Linked DNA regions of Mus musculus: region 1 is linked to region 2. Evidence: chromatin contacts called from public promoter capture Hi-C data. All regions are on one chromosome and are shown on one strand. The core of a region is the stretch at or near the end of the contact, and the rest is flanking DNA. Distances in the headings are between cores, read along the strand shown.

Region 1 (6,400 bases), core at 1,222-3,721, 150 kb after region 2:
TCAGAGATCCTATAAAACACAACTAAGTGGTTGTATTCTCAGATTGTATTAAGTATCTAAGACCACAGGTTGGTTCTTTTGTGTTGCGTGCCGGCAGTACTCAGTGGTGAATCAGAGTGGGGAACGTTCAGTGCTAAACACGAACAGGCAAGGCAGCAAAGCCGACCACCCTACTCTGAGGAACAGGCAAGGCAGCAAAGCTGACCACCCTACTCTGAGGTGCTGAGCTACCAGCCCAGAGAAACCTGAATTTCTGCTTTTTGAGAACCCTTGGTATTAATTTGTTTTTTGATGGCTTTTGCAGTCATATACAGCTATGTCAAGATAGTAATTTAGGTTAAAAAAGATAAGCCATGATTCATTCAGAGCAACACAAAAGCATTAGAGGCTATTTGGATGTTAAGAAATGTTTGTGATATGACAGTAGAAGCAGCTGGTAGGTCCGATGACTCACCCTGTCCCCATCAGCAGAGGGTCACACCTAATCTTTGCTGTGACTTCTAGCAGATTCTTAATAGAGCCAAAGATGCAACAACCTGTAGCCCCCCTCCTAAAAATTGCTGGGTAAATAGAATTAAGGATTATTGTTGAGAAATAAACTGAAGATTATCTAAGTGAGGAGTGGAGATTTTAAAGACTAAAAATAAACAGATACTGTGTTTAAATTATTTAAAGTGCTAACGGTCCCACAATTTGGTTAGGAGTCCCTTGAGCCTATAGTATGAATGTTCAGGCAAGATGGGAGAGGAGGCAGCACTGTCTTACCAAGGATGCTACAGAGTAGACCTTTGGCTTAGACTGTTTGACTCCCTTGCAAAATAAGGGAATCTGAGCCCTAAGTTTGTAATTTCACGCTTTTATTAGGGTTACTGCAACACAGAGGCTGCAGGTGCCGTGGCTTTCTACCTTCCTCTTCCCATCGGTTTTCCTGGCCAGAGACTTTGGCAAGGCAGACATTTGGCAGTGTTTATATCTAATTTGAGGGCTGCTAAGTTCTCTGTGGCTACGTACACTCAGGCTCATCTCTCTTTGATGACAGAAAAACAGAGAACAAATACCATGTCAAGAGAACATCTGCTTTGCCAGGAAATTAAAAACATACACGTTTACAGATCTAATATTTTATGAATTCATTGGGAATTTTGTACAATGCATTTTTGATCATACTCATCTCCTACCCTCCCCACCCAAACACCTCCTAACGCACCTTCACCTCCCTAACCCCCTCAACATTTTCTTCTCTCCCTTTTTTTCAGATAATGTATCAATTCCACTTTGTGCTGTCCACCCACACATACTCCTGGATGTAGAGCCATCTCCTAGAGCATGGCCACACCATCAAAGCAAGCTGACTCTCTTCCCAGAAGCCATGAACTGTCCACAGCTCCCCAGAGAGGGCAAAGAACTCATGGACCCCTTCTACCACCATGATAGGATGTTGACTGGATTGATCTCCTACAGGTCTTGGGTAGGCAGCTATGTCTGCTGTGGCTCTATGAGTGCAGTGATCCTGCCCTATCTGGAAGACATTGTTTTGAATTGTACAAATAAAACTTGGAAGCAAGGCAACCCGAGGGACAACTGCTCTATATTTCTTATTAATATATTTTAAAGACAGTCCAGTTTATTATAGAGAACATTTTTTTTTTACTGAAATAGCTTCAGCAGCCATGGAAAGACAGTAACATCTGGACTGCTGTTGGAATTGGTTGTTTGAGTGTCTCTTCTTAGCTGCAGAAGGATAGAGCCTAAGGTCTAACCTTGGAATTTGGAGGGCTGCTCCTTTTACTCACTTTTCATCGGAGCATCACGGTGCATGAGTGGGCAGCATCAGAGAGCCCTGATGTTTCGTTTTACCTACCTTGAAATGCATGGATGATCTGACTCAAGGCAGCAGGATTTTCCCCTTGAGTCAGAATGACGCTTGGGTATCGATTGATTCCTGGAGTCCATTCTCATTTACTTTTCAATTCTTTAAAGAATAATTATGTACTTTATTTTACCTCATGTTTGTGAGTATTTTGCCTGAATGTATGTATATGTACCACAACTGTGCCTGGTACCCACAAAAACAAGAAGACGATATGAGGTGGTTTGCAACTGAAGTTGCAGATGGTTGTTCGAGACCATGTGGGTGGGTGGAATTAAAATTTGGTCTTCTGTTCCAGCAAAAAGTACTCTTTACTACCGAGCCATTTCCCCATGAACATACTCATTATCGACTTTTTGGGATTCCAAAAAACCAAAACCAAAACCAAAACCAGTCACATCAAGGAATCAAGGAGAGCCCATTTTTACAGTAAACTGGTGCAAGTGATGGGCAGTGCAATCTGAAATGTCTAAGGTGTCCTCAAGATGGTGGCATTTCTGATTAGGTGAGCAATGATGGAATCAGACCTAGGGAGCTTTGACTGTTATTGAGGATTGGGTTCAGCTATGATGTGCAGTGCACGGACCTGCCAGCAGAGGGCAGTGCAGTAGCCACCTAGGTGGGGAAGAGACATCAAGATGGTAGAATGCAAAACGGTGCCTAGTGAAGGTGGAATAGGCCTTTATCTTAGCAGTCTGGAGGCAAAGCCAGGTGGATCTTTGTGAGTTCGAGGCCAGAATGGTTTACAGAGTAACTTTCAGGACAGCCCACTCAGCACCACCAAGCACCACCACCACCAGTTCAGAGGACACTGGGAAATACTAAATGAAAGGAAGCAAGTGGCTGTGAGCCTTAGAGCCTGGGTTTGATTGTATAGTGGGAAGAAATAATGCTTATTTCTTTTCTTTTGAGGAATAGTTCTTTTGTAATTACTGGTGTTACTCTGAGTGATTGCCATTAAGTGACTATTTTGTTCATTGATGTATTCTTTAAAAAATGTGAGGATCAAGAGCAGCCAGGATCCAGGGAGGACCCATGTGAAACTGTCTTCTAGACAGAACAGGACAGAAGTATTACACGTATGAACTCACAGCAGCTGTGCTTGCCTGGGCAAAATCCCACCAGCCATTGTTGTAGCATGGTGTGTGTGTGTGTGTGGAGGTGTGCGGAGTGGTCATGAGCATCCACTAACTGAGGAGATGTGGACAGTTGACAAAACCCACACCCAGGAGTAGGAGGACAGCACACATTGGAGTTGATAGGTTATTCTAAAATGAAAGCCACAAAGGGGGAGGGGGTGTGCTAAGGAGGTGATGGTGGATCCTGGAAAAGTTATGGGGAGGAATGGGTACAAATGTGATAAAAATACATTATACAAAGTTCTTAGAGGAGAAAGTGGGGAGAAGCCTTGAAGATATGGGCACAGGGGAAAAATTCCTGAATAGAACAGCAATGGCTTGTGCTGTAAGATCGAGAATTGACAAATGGGACCTCATGAAACTGCAAAGCTTCTGTAAGGCAAAAGACACCGTCAATAAGACAAAAAAACCACCAACAGATTGGGAAAGGATCTTTACCTATCGTAAATCAGATAGAGGACTAATATCCAATATATATTAAGAACTCAAGAAGGTGGACTCCAGAAAATCAAATAACCCCATTAAAAAATGGGGCTCAGAACTGAACAAAGAATTCTCACCTGAGGAATACCGAATGGCTGAGAAGCACCTGAAAAAAATGTTCAACATCCTTAATCATCAGGGAAATGCAAATCAAAACAACCCTGAGATTCCACCTCACACCAGTGAGAATGGCTAAGATCAAAAATTCAGGTGACAGCAGATGCTGGCGAGGATGTGGAGAAAGAGGAACAAGACTTCTTAATAGCTAGCTTTGCAGTTAGTGGTCTTAGCCTGGAGACGGGCTGTACCAGTGTAAGCTATAGATGGGCACCCCACTGAGAGAGAACATAGGGGGTTCTCCCCATCCCTGTTTCTCCTTTTCCTCCTTCTCCTGTACAGCTCAGTGTGTGTGTTTTGCATTGTGAGGTCCGGGTGCTATGTCCAGGGTGGGTTCATTCTCCCGCCCCTTTGTAATAGAGATGGTAATAGAAAGAATGATTATGTTCGTGAATACCTGTGTCCTTTTGTGTCCTTAGTATTTCTGGGACAAGGGCCATAGAAATTTTTATCAAGATTTGTTTTAATAAGTGTTTGAACATTAAAGGAAATGAGTAACAGAAGCACATAAAAGGCCCTCACCAATGTAGCATACTGCAATTTCATAACTGTCCCATCTTCAAAGTCACACTTTAAAACCCCTCTGGTCAGCTGACTTTTTTTTTTTTTTTTTTTTTTTTTTTTTGCCTACTTCCCAAATTAGGGCTGCCATCCATTTTTCAGATTTGATCCCTTTATTCTCCTTTGGTGGAGAATAAAGAAAATTTCCCTCTTAATGTGTCTACAAGATCTAGCATCTTCTTTCTGTGCCTGCTTTTAATGAATCATTATGTTATTTACTGTCCATTCAGCTGTGAGCAATCTCCAGCATGAGGCCCCGAGCGCTGGCCTCAGCACATAGCCTCTCTGGCGAGAGGTCTGAACTCAAGCCTGCTGGTTTTCACTAGCAGACTATTTCTGTTATTTAGGGCTGGCCACCGCAGACTCCCTGGAAACAGCTTCCTGGTGTGTCCTGCTGTTTGTTAGTCTTAAAAGGCATCCATGGGGCCTCCACATATATCAGGTATTTTCCAAGGGTCTTCTGGATAATGGAACAAAACTGCACCCTCTTCACTAGGCCAGAACCTGGAAATCAGTTTGCTGATGAGGGCACCGTTCCTCCTCCCGCAATTCTCAATGGTATCTGTATCCTGAGCTATCTTTTTGTTTGCTGGAGATCTTTTTCTGTTCAGCCACCTCACTCTAGGCTTTAAAAGGCCTTTGTTGAATGTGCCTTCTGCAGTTATCAGAACTCCCGTTTCAGCATGGGGTTATGAAAGTTCCATTTCTTGGCTCCATTCTATTCTTAGAATTCTAGGGACTCTACAACCTTCTAACATATTGAATAGTTCTCATGCAAGGTACTCTAAGAGTGACTCTGAGAATAAATGGAATGAGGTTTTCAAGCTATTTGAAGTACATAATTTAGAAGCTCTACTTTCTGTTTCATTTTGGTACTTCTTGTGAGTGTGTGGTATTCTTTTCTTTGCCTGCTTGCCTTCCTACAACATGGTGAAGACAGTTGTGTGACCCTTAAAATAAAATCTCAAGTCAAGAAGTAGTCGGAAGACTGAAAAGGGAAGGCATGAATGTGCCTATGCACTTCATCTACTTCAGATCTATGAGATCTACAGGGGTTCGCTATGCTGGAGAAAATGTTCTGAATATGGCTCAGGAGAAAATGTCATGGCACAACAGACACTCTATACATGCCTTTATGCCTTATTACCATGTGTGCAGGCAGTGTGTTTCAGACCCATGTGACGGCCAGAAAAACCTAGGAAACTTTAAAAATGAAGTCGTCTGCTAAGGCAGATGGTGTGGTATACATTTGTGATCTAGTGATGGGGAAGCAATGGTAGGAAGATGTTAGCCTAAGAGTAGCCTGTGCTGTGTAGTGAGACTGTCTCAAAAGCAAAGAAGCAAACTCCGACATAACCCAAACTATTTGCTACCCAAGACAATGGCATGCGATAAGTTCTGAATATCGGCTGCTAAAATATTCCTCATTTTATTTTATAGGAACCTTAGCAATCCTTGCATGGTGGTTTTAGCATTACAACGTCAGGATGGATGTGATGACACATGCAATTTTAAAAAAATTATTTATTTATTATATGCAAGTACATTGTGGCTGTCTTCAGATGCACCAGAAGAGGGCATCAGACCTCATTATGGATGGTTGTGAGCCACCATGTGGTTGCTGGGATTTGAACTCAGGACCTTCGTAAGAGCAGTCAGTGCTCTTAACTGCTGAGCCATCTCTCTAGCCCAATAGATACAAATTAAGCACAAAATTATACAAGACTTTGTACAGCGCTGTTTGTGCATGGTTCCCTGTGCCAGAGGTTGAAGAACAAAAGGCGAGGACAGAGTCTATGAAAAATATGTCACCTCTTTTATCTCTGTGACAAGAAGGCCAAAGCTATATGATTTGGTTGATGTATAGTTTGGTTTGAATGAGAAAATTACAAGCCTGAATGGCATGGTTTCTCAGAACACAGCCTGGTCTACCACCACTCATCAGCCCCAGCAACTTCTGCTCTGACAATATTACTTTCCACTGCTTGGTTTGTAACCCATTGAGGGAAAGTAGAGCCTCAGAGCACCAGCCATTCAGAAAGTGAGGATGACCAGGCAGAATCTTTTTCTTTATAGATAATGGTCTGTTAATGGGCCAGAATTAAATTATGGTGCCAAGGTCCAGCCTTGGCTTGGAGAGGGATTCTGAGGAAGGGGTGTTGGAGAGCAGCGAAAGAAATGACTTGAAGTCAAATCATAGGTACAGACTAACAGTGCGAGTTCTACCCAG
Region 2 (6,967 bases), core at 2,988-5,487:
ACATGTTGAACCTTTGAGCACTGTAAAGGACAATGCGAACCACTAGACCTCGGCAGCCACAAGGGACAAGGGCAGCCCTGTGTGGTTTTTGCCAGTATTCTGCCTGACAGGACTAAGAGTGATACAGTTTGGGCTGTTTGTGAGAATAATAAGCAGGAAAGTTATGCTCTGGGCTATACATTGCACATGAACTCTTTGCCTTATCTCTGCATCCACAACCCACAGTTTCAAATTCTCACTCTAGGGGCTGGCTCTGGGCTTAAGGTACAAAAGGTGTTTCCTTTGTCCTCCTACATGTCCTGTTATTCAGATGAGAATCTTGCTAAGGAGCAGCTGTGGCTCACACCAGTCAGAACTGTCATTCCTTTCCAGGCATCTCCCCACTCCCCACGTTTCCGCAGCCCGCGCCACCCCATGCCACCCACGCAGCACACTGTTCAGGGTGTGACCACTGTCACTGCTATCATCTTAAAAAATCAGTTTCGCCTTATGTTTTCCTTTGTATCCACTGTCATGCGGGGATGCAATCCACATGATTAAGAACAAAGAAAGCCACACTTATTTGAAAGTAACTAGGTCTTCAACCTGGGAGGCAGAGACTTACTCAAAGAGACCTGAAATGTGACAGCTGTATTTAAAACCTAGAGTTGCAAGTGGGCAGGTAGTTCCATCATGCAGTCAGGATTATAAAGATGCTGAGAACACCAAGCAGCCTTGTAAAACGGGGCTGGGTGTTATCGCAAGCATCTGGAAAACCCAAGTAGAACCTGGTAAAGAAAGTCCACAGAGCTCAATAGCAGGGTTTCAGAAAACTGCCAGTCTGGGCTCAGCGGAAATGTCAGCACTCTTGGGGGTGGGGGCAGGGTTCAAAGGGTAGTTTACTAAAGCACAGGGTCTTGCTAGAAAGCTGATCCTGAGGGCCTGCTGGTTCCACTTAAATCCCTAGAACACCCGCCATTGTATTTTGGTTTTCTTCTATGATACCACTATCTAATAAGGGAGATATTATCAAAAATTATTTCTAGCTCTATAGGAGTAAAATCTACTGAGAAAAAAAGTTTGGGTGTTTCTTAATTATTTATTCAACCCACTAATTTTTGTGTGTTTCTTGATAATTTAGTTACATTGTGCTACCATATTTTTTCATGTTTCCTGGCTCTTTTATTGGGTCTTCCCTGGGGGGAATTCTTTCTGATAAAATAGGAGGATCCTGATTGGGTGAAACCATTGGCAAATGATGTCAGACTCCAGTTTCTTGAATGTAAGTAGGTGTTCCTAACTTCCAGCGAGGATCCTGAGGTTTCTACTGTGTTGTGCTGGTCAGCAGACCATGAAGATGTGCTCGGTAGGTTAATCTAGAGACTGCAGCTCTCCATCTTCCGAGCAGCAGTTTCAGGCTTATAGTTCCTCCTGCACATCAGGATTTGGTCCCCCCCCCCACAATGCTTATTATAGAAGCTTGTTGTGGTTTGAGTATGAATGAGTGGGCTCATCTGTACAGTGTTTGGTCCCAGGTGGCAGTGCAAAGCTGTGGTTGGAGGTGAGTCTAGCTAAAGGAAGTCTAGCTGGAGGCATGACTCTGAACAGCATATTGGGTCCAAGGCCCTTTCCTCTGTCCATCACAGTGAGAAGTCTTTGCAACATGTTCCTGATAGTAACTAGTAACTAGTATAAACCGGAGAAGTCTGGCTTCATCAGAACTCCCTCCAATTTGTACTGATGTTTACTGAGGCTCTGGCAATGGGTTGGATTCCTTGTCATTGATCTACATACAAAGATCTTGATTTCTGTTTTGCTGACATAAAAGCAAGGTTCTCGATCCTAGGGCAATACAGACAGGACATAAAGATACCCCATTTCTGTCACCAGAAAAGTCATTGCTGAAGCACCTACCTTCCCTTAGAGTCCTCTTGATAATGGCTCCTGGTTCAGTGATGGGGCATTCATGGCATTTAGACATTCTGTTGTAGAAAGTCTCACACCACCAAGAGAGAGAGAGTGGGCCAGTGTGCTGGAATTGTAACTGTAACGCCATCGTAAAAACAAAACAAAACACACACTTCTGAGAGGGTATCCGCTTGACTAAAGAGTAACCACAGCAAAGCAGGGCTGTTTCCTGTGCTACTATCCTGTTCTATGCTACGGCTAAGACTTCTAGAAACACACAGGCAGTCGCCACGTTTTTCGATCTTTGCCATGAAGACCAGAGACGGATGGAGGAATCTCTAGCGACACACTGACCTTTGGGTAGAAAATTCACCTTTATTTCTATCAGGCCTAAACTGGAAAGAAAACGTTTTATAAGGACTTTCCATTACTTTTTTTTTTTAACCTTTGGAAGTTTGTATATTATAGGACATTTATGAACCTAACCTCTAAATAATCCCGAAGCTTATATTTCATAAGGGGAAAATAGACGTATATACATCCAAGCTACTCTAACCAATTATTTTATACATCCTTTCCATTTTAAAGAATATTTATTAATTTTAAACTATGTAAAGGTGTGTTTGTGTGTGTGTGTGTGTGCGTGTGGGTATGTGCCCACAGAAGCCAGAGGTGGTCTATCTCCTAGAGGCAGAGTTACAGACAGTTAAAACCATTGGGATTGAATGTGGCTCCTCTGGAAGAACAGCCAGGGTTGGTTCTTAAATGCTGAACCTTTTCTCCTGGTCCCTTCCACTGTTTAACCATTTCTTTCCATTCCCACAGACAGCATAATTTCCCTTTGAGCTGCTGATAGATTTTCTCCTGTTTTCGCCATCAGCAAAGGCTTATCCCAATTCTGGCTTCTTTTCAGACAAAAGAACACCTGCATTTCACATCTTTCTTCATTTGGGTCATCTTTCCCCATAAAGCATCTAAAAATTTCTATTTTGCAGTCTATTCTTAAAGAATTCTCGTAGCATAAAGGTTTCAGATGCCCTCTTCTTGGAAACTTAAGAAATAAAGGCTATTCCTTTATGTTTTGGTTGCAGAAGGCATAAATCTTTTATAGCAGTCAATGAAAAATACATCTGCTAATAAAATTTGCTCAGTTTCTTTAAGACTTTGAGGGAGAGGATGTACCCTGTAACTTGAGTCTTTAACATTGTCTTTCTAAAGCAAGTTTCTAAGGCCTCACTCTAATGACCTTTATGAAACTCTTGTTCACTTGGTTTCCTTTATACTGGGGATGGGGTGTGAAAAGAGAACACACTGGAAATGTTAAGTAGTCCTCCAGGCTACCTCCAAGACCTCATTCACACCTCACAATAAAATATCGCCACCTACTGGCTTCTACAGGCTCCTACAACGACGCTTAAAATCAGCTAGTCTGTAAAATCAAGTCTGTAAAATTCAGACATGAAAATGAATGTGAAGAACCTTTCTTTCCTGGACAAAACAAAACAAACGAACAATGTTTAACAAACCTTCCTCTTGTAGTTTTTGAGGTTAAAAAAATCTTTAAAAACAAAGCCAAACTAGTGTATTAGATGTGGCTCAGGCTTTCAACTTGTTTGGAAAATACTGTGCAGAGCAGAGTTTAGGAATAACTGCTTTCCGAGTTACCAACGCCTCCCAGGTATTGTGCATAGCGTTCTCCTTGGGGGGCACCTTTTGGGATAGTAACATATCACAAGCCGCTTGATGCACACGTTGTGTAAACGCCCACAGCTCTCTTGAGTCGGTTTCCCTGTCTGTAAAACATGCTATAACTTAGTTTTAAAAACCCTGTGAGAACGGACGAAGATGCCCTGGAACTGCTTTTGGCACGTAGAAACATAAAAGGGCTAAAACTCTGTTAACGTTATTTACGATCCCAGTCTCATCATATCTGTTTTAAGGGGAATCAGAAATTAAGGGGCCACCCCTCCCATCCTCATTTACAAAAGTCCCCATGACTGTTTTGCACCCAACAAGGCGTTCAATCAAGATTTGCAAACTTCATCCAGCCAGACAAAGAACTTTCTCAACCTACCTACATCTCCCTTAAGGGAAGCACTGCAAGTTCACTTTGTAACTTTTGTTTAGTAACGCCTTCAAGTCTTCCACGCGCCAAACTTCACTCGCCCAGACTGGCTTTTCTCCTCCTGATTGGCCAGCGAGCGTGCCACTCCAAGTCCCTTTCGCCTGTCGCAAGTGCCTCCTCCGGCCTCAAGCCTCAGTCCCGCCTCCTCGCCCCCACCGGCGGCCGCTGATTGGTCGAGGTGGGGCCACTCCACGTGAGGCACGCTAGGCTGAGGCGAAGAGCCCGTGGCCCCGAGGCGCGAGGACAGCACGAGCGCCACTGGCCACGCCCTGCCCCGTCCGGCCCCGCGGCGACTCCTCTGACCACCGCTTCCGCCCGCAGCGCCGATCCGAAGCTCTGGCGGCGGTTTGTGCTCGTTGGTCCAGGGATTTTTAGGTCTGGCCTCTGAAGACCCGACGGGGTGAGGCGGGAATGGGAGCTGCGGGGGTGACCGGCAAACCGCTGCCAACGGCCGCAGTCGGGGGTGCCCTCGTGCGGGGTCCGGGGCGCCACCGTCGGGCGGTGTCCGCGGGCTGGCCTGCGCGGCCGCCCCGTCGACAGCGGCTCCGGGGTCTCGGGCTCCCTGCGCGGCCGCCCCGTCGACAGCGGCTCTCGGGTCTCGGGCTCCCTGCGCGGCTGCCCAGTCGGCAGAAGCTCCGGGACCTCGGGGTCCTGGCCGCTGCTTCCCGACCTCGCTGGCCTCCCGTCGCCGTTGTGTCCGCTCGCCGCGCCGCCCAGAGTTCCTAGCGGGGGCCGGGCCTCGAACTTTCCGCCGCCCCGACTGGGAAGCGGCCGGGCTGCCTAGGGGATCTGCGTGAGTGGTTGTCGGGAGCCAACTGCCCGACGGGCCGGATAACACTCTTAGTGCAGCCTGGGGTGAGGGAGGACCACGGAGCCGGTCCAGGGGCCCGGTGGATGCTGGTGGACTGGCTTCCTGGTGAATTTATGAGAAGGGGACCCCAGGGGACTCAGAAAAAGCACCTCATTTAGCCTTCTAGAATTAGGTTAAAACCAGGAAGCACTATAGGTAGCATCAAGGTGGTAACAGCCCATCATTTATGAATATGCATGTGGAAATAGGCTAATTTAAATAACTAGCAGTTTTCATTTCAAGGGATTAGGGCAATGAGATGCTTCAGAAACTTCCTTTGTAGTCATAAGAATCAACCTTAGCGCTGTGATAGGTAGATTTGTTTTTAAGTATACCTGTTTAAAATATTGTCTCAATCACTAACTGTGCCACTGAGGACATTCGGATCTTGTTAGCACTGTATTTGCCAAATAACCAACTAATGCCTTATTTCCTGCGTGTGGCCATGTTTTAAGTGCTAATTTTCATATAAGAGTCTTGGACTTTAAAATATTAATGCCAAAATTATAAAACAGCTCATGTAAGGTGCAAACATCCTTATAAAGTAAGAAATATTAAAACCAAGAATATATATTCAACTGTGTATGGGTGAAGTTACGCTTTAAGCGTTCAGTGGTATTGTTTTCATTGGTGGAAAACTTAAGAGGTACCAGAAGTTAAGAAAGGATTGCAAATAAGTAATTTGTGTAAATTAAAAATTTTTAATGCTGTTAACTTTAATATCTGTTGGTTGGTAAGGTAAAAAGATAAGGGGAAATGTGATTTCTGTGTTCAAATTAATAAGACTTCAAATGACACTACAGATGACAGTGTCTTTAGTCAGGAAAGCATTTATAGGTATCTCTCATAAACTGAAAGAGCACATCGCTTTTGGGTTTAGTATTTAACATTTGTTTGCAGTGATTTGAAACAATTTTCCCTGTGTGAGTGCAGCGGCTTGCGTGAGAGTTGGAGCAACTTTCAGGAGTTGCCTCTCTCCCTGGTGGGGTTCAGAGGTGTAACAAGTTCTCAGGCGCAGTAACCCACTGCGCATTGTGACCACAAATGATTTTTCTAAATAGTTGGTTTCTTTTTATCATCCTAAATTTAAGTCAGTTCTTCGTTCGCGAAATACCTAGTACTAAAAGTTTTAAACACTTCACCTTTGCAGTCAAACACACTCATTATTTATAATAGAAATAGTTTAAAATGAAATTGAACTGACTCGTCTCTAAACTTGTATTTATAAAATATTTTAGATGCCTAGGACCACATTTTTAAAAAGTTTTCAACACGTTTTCTAAAGTACCCTATCTCACTGAAATAAATATTGCTCAGAATTGGCACTAGGCAGCTCAGTAACACCTGAAGCAACAAACGTGGAATTTACTGTTCACAAGATACAAATCAGGAAAATATAATATGCTTTGTATAAAGGGGTTTTGTGTCTTAAATTATTAAACTACACATAATTTAAAGACATAAACTTTATATAATGCCCACATTTATAGTGTGAGAAATTTTTGTGATAATGCAGATGACATTTTAGTTTGAGTTAGAATACAAATAGAAGAAAGCCCTTTAGATAAGTAATTTTTCCTATATATTTTGAAAAAAATAGTTACTTGTCTGTTTTTTTACTGCATTCTTTTTGAAAGACAATACAAAAGTGAAGATACATAGTCCCATATATAGTGTGTGATGTTTGTGTATGTGTGTGCACAGGAGTACTGTTGCCTTAGGAGGTCAGAGGCATCAGGTACACTGGAGCTGGAGGTATAGGCCATAGACAGTCTATCCCTGGGTTATAGGGAAGGGCACACAGTTAGTGCGGACACAAGGTCAAGATCTTTTCTACTTCTGTTTAAGTTAGATGAACCTAAAATTAGTAAAGGAGAGATGAGATGGTGTCTCCTAGTCAAAGGAGGACAGTGAGAGCTGTTAGTGATGCCTTTAAAATGTAGCATTATTGTGTGAATAATCCCAGCAATTGAGAGGCTGGGGCAGTTCAAGGTCGCCTGGGCTAAGTAACAAGATTCCTCCCTTGCAGAATTTCACATAGACATTTAAAGATGAATATTCAGATTCAAATTATGTTTGTGGGTGGCTATGCTGTGTCATGATAG

The links. Promoter capture Hi-C pulls out the DNA fragments that hold promoters and counts their contacts.
Region 1: a contact with region 2 is called in a promoter capture Hi-C map of hippocampal neurons, with 2.2 times the contacts expected there. The contact joins the enhancer-like site here to the promoter of Rbm46 in region 2. A contact is called at or near these places in 4 of 39 promoter capture datasets (hippocampal neurons, liver and neutrophils), 2 of 484 Hi-C or Micro-C datasets (bone marrow-derived macrophages and cerebral cortex) and 2 of 9 other capture datasets (adipose tissue and liver).

The regions. Positions count from the first base shown.
Region 1 is chr3:82,721,817-82,728,216 of GRCm38.p6, reverse strand. No RefSeq gene overlaps it. Among named protein-coding and RNA genes, the nearest start is that of Gm29999, 60 kb to the right of the region's middle. Within about 2 kb of position 2,471, at least 3 of the 459 cell types and tissues checked have an H3K27ac peak or open chromatin away from gene starts, as enhancers often do. A contact at or near this core is called in hippocampal neurons, where this site is marked.
Region 2 is chr3:82,873,753-82,880,719 of GRCm38.p6, reverse strand. It overlaps Rbm46 (RNA binding motif protein 46), which reads left to right and starts at 4,237. Exons shown (of 6, transcript NM_001277170.1): 1 at 4,237-4,412. It overlaps Rbm46os (RNA binding motif protein 46, opposite strand), which reads right to left and starts at 4,015. Exons shown (of 4, transcript NR_040382.1): 1 at 3,962-4,015; 2 at 1,894-2,023.